3 separate regions of the Zea mays genome follow, and regions 1 and 3 are each linked to region 2. A link is a contact called in public Hi-C data. All regions are on one chromosome and are shown on one strand. Each heading gives the region's core, a stretch centred on a gene start, on an enhancer-like site or on the middle of the called end of the contact. The rest is flanking DNA. Distances are from core to core; before and after follow the strand shown. Region 1 holds the start of LOC100191796. Region 2 holds the start of LOC100277057. Region 3 holds the start of LOC100283745.

Region 1 (2,969 bases), core at 29-2,528, 400 kb after region 2:
GGTTGCTAGCGCCGCCATCATGCTGCCGATCTGAAACAAGGAAAGCACGAGCGCGAATTGGACCAAGATCTGGTGAAAGCGTTCACAGGCCATATAGCCATACAGCAGAATGGCTTTGGTCTAAAAGGAACAGCAGGTCGTACAGAATGAATGAACGAATGAATGAATCAGTCGCTCGTCGTGGAGATAGATACGACACCTGGCGGCGGCGGCGGCGAGCGGTCGAGGAGCTCGGAGCCCTTGAGGATGTACTCGCTGCCCTGCGCGGGGAGCACCAGGTCGTCGTCGGACAGGTCGTGCCACACGAAGCCGTTCTTGTAGCTCCTGACGTTCCGTTCCCCGATCCGACACAGCAGGCCGGAGGCCGAGATGAGATGAGCATGAGACCAATAAAGGTCTGGACTTTGGAATTCGATTGTGGAGTGCGGTGCAGCAGGATCGGAGTATACAATACATACCTCTTGCAGGACCAAGAATACATGGAGGCCATGCCCTTCCCCCGCAGCACGTTGAGGCGGTTCATCACATCTGCAGCGGCAACGCCACCGTCAACACGAACCGCATCTGTCAGCTAGCTAGCTAGATAGTTGTTGTCCGTACGAACGCACGGCGAGCGAGTTTATGGCGAACTTGTTGGACCCCCAACGGCCACACCGGAACCGGGAGGCGGCGCCTTTAATTGAGGGAGGTAGGGATGGCTTGAGTGACTGACCTCGAAGGTAGAGGCCTTCCTCCGGTACGGCGAGCGGCACCTCGATGAAGTGCGGGTGCTCGAGGTGGCGGTTGCGGCAGAGGTAGTAGACCACGGCCACCCTCTTGGGCGGGGACGGGGGCGGCGGAGCCTGGTGGTGGTGGTGGCCGTGGCTCTTGCCCGGCGGCTCGACCCACACCTTGGTGCGTCCGGGGCTGGTGCCGGTGCCGCGCCGCCGCGCCGGCCTCCCCTCCGTCCCTGCCCCTGTCCCTGCTGGAGGAGCCATTCGCGGAGGGAGCGACGGGCGCGCCGCCGCGGATCAGACCACCACACCGTGCTGGGCTGCCTGCCTGGGCATTGGGGACCGGCGGCTGGTACGGGTGGGATGGAAGAAACAAGAAGGCGAATGCGGGGAAGGGTATGAGTCAGTCAGTAATTAAATGGAGCAGGCGGGGAGCTCCGGAGGGAGCAGGACAAGGGGGCGGGGCAAGGCAATGCGAAGTTACTTACGAACACAAGAGCAAGAGCAGCGGTGCCGGTGAATGAGAGAGCTCACAGGCACAGCTGATGATGCGCCGAGAGGTGGCGGATGGAGAAGAGGCCCCCAATAATGTAAATGTAGCAGGAGGAGGAGGAGCGGTGGCGTGTTGGTGGGTGCACGACGCGACGGGGTCGTAAACGTGAGCCGGCCAGGCCGCCACTGTTCACGGCGAGGGGTCCGTGTCCGTATGGTATAGTATATGGGGGGGCTCGACTCGACCCTCCTCCCCCACCATCTTCGTCGTCGTGTCATGTCCCCCCCTCACCCATTTCAAGGACAGACCACAGACGACGGCGGAAAGGCGGGACAAGTGAGAAGCGAAGCCGACTGTCAAGTCCACCGTCGTGGTGCCTTGCCTTGGCGCTGCTTTGCTATTTTGCTTTGCTTTGCTTTGCTTTTGGTTGGATGGCTTTTTGGGATGCTAATTCAGTAATTAATGCATGCTTTGGTTTGGGTTGCCTCGTTGAGCTCCCGGATGAAGGGGACCCTGGATCTCAACGACGCCACGCCGCCAAAATACCAAGCTCAGCAGCACATAAAGCGATGGGAGTGGATTCGAGGCTGAGCTGCCTTATTCTACTGCTGCTGTCACTGTTACCGGCAGTTATACTGTTTAAGATGTTCTCTGGGCGACGAAATAATAACGTAAATGTAAATGACAACAATAACGATTAGCGTCGCAATCACCCCTTGGCCTTTTGAATTCATGGATCCTTTTTTTATTTCCTCGTCCACCAAAATTAGGCCCTTGCCCTTCTCACATGCCGCCGTTCCATTTACACTAGTACTAAAACTCCAGACAGTAGTGTCGCAACGACTCGGAGCCTTTGCTCCATTATTCCTCGAGCTCGGAAGCCAGTTAAGAGCGAGCAGTACTCCTATATTATATATTATTATTGAGAGAGAGAGAGAGAGATGCACTAATGACTAATGAGACAAATTAAACAGGCCGGAATAGCAAGAAATGATTGGTCGATACGGAGTACTAGTAGTGTAGAGATGTAAAGAGAGAGAGAGAGAGAGGCGCGTACGACGAAAGCTCCCTCGCACCTAATTTCCTCCTGCACACACATGTGCTGCAGACTCCAAAGATATTTTCTTGTAGAGAAGAAAGGAAACGAAAACTAAAAGACGGCCGGCGTCCTGCGAGAGTCGCCAAAGGAGATCAGTATAATCATCGTTGTCTCGGATTTTGTGCGTGTATATATCTGGCTGTGTAGGAGGCCGGAATTATTCTCTCTCTCTCTTTTTTTTTGTTTCTTTCTTTCTTTTGGTTTGGTTTGGTTTGGATGGAAATGCAATGTGTTTTGACAAGAAGCCCCCGCCGGCCTGAGAAGGCCCCTTCCCCGCGGAGTTGATAAAAATTGCCTGGGCTTGTATGCGTTGGTGCAGGCCGGTTTCGAGACAACCAAATGCATGCTCGCGTCTCTGGTCAATACATGTGGTGGTGGGTAGTGAGCCTGGGCACGGCCAACCAGTCACGCCCATCTGCTGGACACCGTCTCACACTCTCGGTGAGACTATGCGCCAACCGCAGACAGAACGTGTACATACATATGCAAGCAAAGAAGGAATCAAAGGATTGGATACTTGCTCACATGCTCCAGTAGTCCAGTCTCTCTTACTGCTGGGCGGTTCAGCAGGCAGGGGCGTATCCTGTCACCTAGTTTAATCACGCCAAAACAACAACAACTTGATTGATCATTACGCTTGCTGTGATGCCAGTCTGTCGTCTTG
Region 2 (2,881 bases), core at 318-2,817:
CCGAAGAAGCGCGGGGCGGCGCGGAGGAGAGACGGCGATCGTCCCCTCCCTCCATTATTCCCCTATCGATCTCTTGATTGCCTCGATGCTCGCTAGTGGAGTAACTCGACCGATCGCCATTGCCGGTGGTGGGTCAGGACCAGAAGGGCGCGCGGTGTGGGGTCCCCTTCCGCCGCCGTCCGTGCGGCCGCGCCCCCGGGCCGTTCTTGCTCCCGCCGGCCTCCGTCGTCTCGTCATTGCCACTGGCTGCGCCGCCGCCGCCGCCGCCTCCGTCCGCGGAACTAGCCGCGTGGCCGTTGCTCCTCTTGGTGTCCACCAGCTGCGCGAATTTTTAAAAAAAAAAGCCATAAAAAGGCGCTAGTGAGGTGTAAGGAAGGCGGCGAATTAAGCGTGACTGAACAGAACCGAACCCAATGGACGCCAATTCCTTGGCATTGCCGTTCGTTTCACCCCCATGGCCATGGCATTATATTTCTTTCTTTATTTATGTCAAAGACAAGAAAGCAAAACAAGATTCATGAAGAAAGGCGCAAACTTTTGGTGTTCTTGCGAGGCATGTGCATTATTTGTGGGGAATTCAACGAATGAACGATGCGGGACAGCGGGAGGGCGGGTGGGTTGGTGGGCGGAACAATCGGCAACCGCAGGAAAGGAAAAAAAAAGGCAACACCTTGCATCCGAGCGAGCAGAAGCGGAAGGGGTCGAGCAGCGCGCGGCCGCAGATCTCGCAGTTGTAGGGGGACGCGGCGGCCTTGCCCGCGGCCGCGCCGGCGCCGCGCGGCTGGGGCCTCTCGTTGAGGAAGAGCACCCGGGCGCTGTTGATGACGTAGGTCTGCACGCCGGAGATGTCGAGCACGTCCTCCACCTCCGACACGCGGACGACGTCGTGGTAGGAGGACCGCCTTATCTGCAACGTGGAGATCGGGGTTAGCTAGCTGGCTCTCGCGCAGCCGGCCGGCCGCATTGCCAGTCGACGGAGTAAGGGAGGGAGGTAGGGGGAGGGGAGGGGAGAGGAAGAAGAAGAAACGCGCCCCCTCCTCCCCCGGACGACGACGGCAGGTATACCTGGATGACGCGGTGCGACGAGTGTCGGTGCGCGCGGCAGTAGTAGCAGAAGGCCGGCGGCGGCGGCGGCGGCGCGCCCGTGCAGTCGAGGCAGAACATGTTGCACTCGTTGCGCGGGGACGCCGGGTGCGCGGCGCAGGCGAGGAAGAAGCGCGTGGCCAGCAGCGCCTCCAGCCAGTCGGGCACCGGCACCGACGCCACGCGCCGCGGCATCATGCCCGCCGCCGGCACGGACCCGCGCTGGACTGGTAGGACCCGGCGCAATGCGGGAGCGCAATGGCGGCCGGCGAAGAGAGAGAGAGGGGGGGACGGATGTGGGGGCCGGGGAAGAGACGCGGAGGAGGAGGAGGAGGAGGTGTGTGGGAAGGGAAGAAGGGAATGGAATGCAAGGGAATTTGGGGGGGATTGGAAGGTGGCGTGGGCTTTTCGCTGCTTCCGCTGGCTTCCTTTTCGCCTTGGGTTCCGTCCGCTGGCCGCCCTGGGTTTGCTTTGCTTTGGTTTTGGCTCGGTTCGGCTCTTCTCTGCTCGGCTTTGTTGAGTTGAGCGGTGGTGCTGGGGAGTGGGGAGAGGGATTTGCAGTTGCGGGTGCGGGTGCGCCAAGCAAATCCCAAGCCGTGCAGAGTAGGGAGGGGAGGAGTAGGTGTGCCTGTGACGGGTGGGCCCAGGCGTTCCGTCCGCTCCTCCCGATGCGGATTCGGGCAGCAGCGTACTGTACTTGCTGCAGCAGCTGCCTGCACAAGTGGGGGTGGGGCACTGTAAAAAGAGAGGACTTCTGATGACTCTGACTGACTGACTGACTGAATGAATAAGCCATGGAATTGGATTGCGTCCCTGTACATGCAAGCCCCCCTATTTCCACGAGGACTGGACGGGGCAGGACTTCATGGGAGTGTCAGCACCTTGGACGGGGCAGACGGCGGCTGTCTTAACACTCATCTCATCTGAAGCAGGTACAGTACAGCATGCTCATCGGCCAGGCTCAGGCGATCGTCTGGCATGGCGAACTTGACCGGACCATGGCCGGTGAGTCGCTCGCTGGCATGCTGTTGCCCCACCGCCACTCCCTCCCTCCCTCCCACCCCAACCAGCGGTCACGAGTACTAGGCAAAATACTTTTTCTCCTCCTCCTCCTAAAAAAACGAAAGGGACGTGCTGCGTGCAGACGGCCGGATTACTGCCGCTGCCGCTTCGTGCAGTAGGTTTAGTAGGTACAGGCACAGTGGCGCAGGCAAGGGAGACGACGACATGGGCGTGCAGCGGCGGCACCTGAAGGAACCAGAGAGGATTTCCGGGGCCCCGCGCGGCAGAGACGGAGAAAGAATGGGCGTGCCGCAGATGGCCAAACAAAAGCTGACTCCTCACTGACTCCGCTGCCTGCTGGTCGTCCGGTGGTCCGTCTCTTGTAATCTTGGATATATACCAATTGTAAAAGTAATCATATAAACCATATCTATCTATCTCACGATTTAAATCTATTAAATGCGATTAATCGATAATTAACCACACAATGTAACACATGCATATATACTAGTATACTAGGTGAGTACCCGTACGTTGCAACGAAAACATATAATATCAGGATATCTTATATATAAAATGTGTTTTTTATATTGTTATAAGAAAATGTTTCATAATCCATTTGTGATCCTAGCCATACATAAATTTTGTTATTTTAATTTAGTTGTTTCACTACTACATTGCACCATCAGTATCATGCAGACTTCGATATATATCATGATTTGCATGGTCTCATCATTGGAGAGCACATGTCACACCTGCCGGTAGAAGTTCCGTAGTACATCGTTAGTCATCAGGC
Region 3 (2,700 bases), core at 68-2,567, 290 kb after region 2:
GTTGGAAACTAGTTTTGAGCAGCTAGCGCACCGGTCCTGTCCAATGTATCATCGGACCAGTTTTATAGATGGGATGTTTTTGAGACAAAGAGGTGCTAGCGCACCGGGCCGTCTGATAGTTCAATAGTCATCTCCAACTATAATGGCTCTGCTGACGTGGCCGAGGTTCGGCGGCACGCCGGCCCAGTCCAGTGCCCCTGACATGACTTGTCCATTAGAACAGCTCCCTGTCAGCACAGTTTGACAACAGTTCGGTGGCGCACTGGACCACTAGTGTGCAAGGTCCGGTGCAACGCAGTAAAGTGCAATTTTCCACACTTCTTTCCAACAGCTATGTGGGCTGGTTGGGCTATAAACAGTGGCAGATCTCGGAATCACGGAAGCTCTAGGTTAGTGCTTCTGTAATTGGTCATTCCTTGAGTTATACACCTTCTCTTTGAGTTATTATAACATTGGGGTGAAATATTACAAGTCCAGCTAGAAGAAGAGAGGAGGGAACAACAGGAGATGGAGGCGAGGATGATGGCGGAGCGGGTGGCCTGCTGGAGATCCCTTTGCCGAGTGCTAGTCCGGCGGGCACTCGACAAAGAGGCAGTCTTTGCCGAGTGCCACCTAATACGCTCGGCAAAGTGACTAGCAAAGGGGTTCATGGGGAGCTTCTTTGCCGAGTATCAGTACAGTAGAAACTCGGCAAAGAGTGAGCCTTTGATGAGTGTCACCGTGGCACTCGTCACAGTCTCTGTCGCCGTCACCTGGCGCTGTGACGACGACTTTTTTTGCCGAGTGCCCGACAAAAAGTATACGGCAAAGAAGCCGTTGCCGATGTACAGTTCACCGAGACTTCGGGTGTCGAGTGTCACAATCAGCAAAGCCTTCAACGAGCGTTTTTCAGTCTTTGCCGAATGCTTCAGACACTCGACAAAGAAGCTGTTTTCGGTAGTGATTTATGTCTATTTAGTTTTCTTTGATTGCAATCGTATTCACTAATTCATGTTATTATATACAGAGAGAGAGAGAGAGAGAGGTGAAGTGATGTGTAAAATTAACTAGTTTTCACCCAACTCATGGACCCTGATGGATCGGAGAAAAACAGTGACAGTTGGAGTGCCACGTCCCTCTCTTTTCTCTCTCTTTTGTCGCTCCAACCGTGGGGCCTAGATGCAGTATGCAGTAGAATGTACTAGCCCACAGTACAACATCACTCGCTCTCGCTCGGTCGCTACTCCACTCTCACGCTGTGCTGGCTGGCACTCCGCCCGGCTGCCCTTAATCCTTATATAGCGACCCCTCCGAGCTCAGTGACTCCCCACTCTCCGTGCTCTTGGTCGAGTAGTTCCCTCTCCTCTCTCTGATTCTTCTGCTTCTCGGTCTAGCTAGCTAGCTCGGTGCCTCGGCCAACCGGGCGTCGCGCGCTGGCCGGCCTGCCAGGCAAGCAACAATGGCAGATTCAGGGGAGGGGCGTCGGGTGTGCGGCATGCCGGAGAAGGCGCAGCTGCACGTGGCGATGCTGCTGCTGCAGTTCGGCTACGCGGGCTTCCACGTGGTGTCGCGGCTGGCGCTCAACATGGGCATCAGCAAGCTCGTCTTCCCCGTCTACCGCAACATCATCGCGCTCTGCCTGCTCGTGCCCTTCGCCTACTTTCTGGAGAAGTATGCTAGGCTAGCTGGAATGATGCATGCATGCGTTGTGTTGTGTTGTGTTGTGTTCGCTGATGATGATGATGTGTATGCAATGCATGAACTGCCTGCTGCAGGAAGGACAGGCCGCAGCTGACCCTCAACTTCGTCGTCCAGTTCTTCCTTCTCGCGCTCTGCGGGTAAGAATGCATGCACCACATGACCATGCATGACTGATAAATCCTAGCCTAGTCTACAATATTAATATAGTTGTCACATCCCACAGCATCACGGCGAACCAAGGGTTCTACCTTCTGGGCCTGGACAACACGTCGCCGACGTTCGCGTCCGCCATCCAGAACTCGGTCCCGGCCATCACCTTCGCCATGGCCGCGGCGCTGCGGATCGAGAAGGTCCGGCTGGACCGCCGCGACGGCGTGGCCAAGGTGGCGGGCACGCTGGCGTGCGTGGCGGGTGCGTCCGTCATCACGCTCTACAAGGGCCCCACCATCTTCGGTCCCAGCGGCAGCGGCGGCGGCGGCGGCCTCGAGCTGGCGGCGGTGGGCGGCGACAAGAACTGGACGCTGGGGTGCGTGTACCTGATCGGGCACTGCCTGTCGTGGTCGGGCTGGCTGGTGCTGCAGGCTCCCGTGCTGAAGAAGTACCCGGCGCGGCTGTCCGTCACCTCCTACACCTGCTTCTTCGGTGTCATCCAGTTCCTCGTCATCGCCGCCTTCATGGAGAGGGACGCGGAGGCCTGGAAGTTCCACTCCGGATCCGAGCTCTTCACCATCCTATACGCCGTCAGTATATATCTCTCTACTGATTAGCTTAATTACAATAATATATATATAGAGAGAGAGAGAGAGAATGGGAGACACACATGCCCTCCTGACGCGCGCGGCAAAAGTGGTGGTGCTGGTGCACCACGCAACAACACTAAGCTAATAGCTATAGCTAGCTGTGTGCAAATGACGCCCGGCCTTTTTCCATTCAGTGTATTATTATGAACTGAAAAGCTGGTGGCTGGGTTAATTATTATTAGTTGTTTATCGATCATCAGATCCCTGAAGCAACAACCTT

What was found. Hi-C and Micro-C count contacts between places; a contact is called where the count stands out from the background.
Region 1: a contact with region 2 is called in a Hi-C map of leaf, with 7 times the contacts expected there. The contact joins the promoter of LOC100191796 here to the promoter of LOC100277057 in region 2. A contact is called at or near these places in 3 of 25 Hi-C or Micro-C datasets (ear, leaf and tassel).
Region 3: a contact with region 2 is called in a Hi-C map of tassel, with 2.8 times the contacts expected there. The contact joins the promoter of LOC100283745 here to the promoter of LOC100277057 in region 2. A contact is called at or near these places in 2 of 25 Hi-C or Micro-C datasets (ear and tassel).

The regions. Positions count from the first base shown.
Region 1 is chr1:208,348,262-208,351,230 of Zm-B73-REFERENCE-NAM-5.0, reverse strand. It overlaps LOC100191796, which reads right to left and starts at 1,278. Exons shown (of 7, transcript NM_001137221.3): 1 at 1,202-1,278; 2 at 713-1,062; 3 at 459-528; 4 at 200-324; 5 at 1-30. The coding sequence starts at 977.
Region 2 is chr1:208,748,939-208,751,819 of Zm-B73-REFERENCE-NAM-5.0, reverse strand. It overlaps LOC100277057, which reads right to left and starts at 1,567. Exons shown (of 3, transcript NM_001371585.1): 1 at 1,066-1,567; 2 at 671-907; 3 at 1-319. The coding sequence starts at 1,281. The coding sequence ends at 134.
Region 3 is chr1:208,457,760-208,460,459 of Zm-B73-REFERENCE-NAM-5.0, reverse strand. LOC100283745 reads left to right here and starts at 1,317. Exons shown (of 4, transcript NM_001371962.1): 1 at 1,317-1,650; 2 at 1,755-1,817; 3 at 1,904-2,420. The coding sequence starts at 1,439.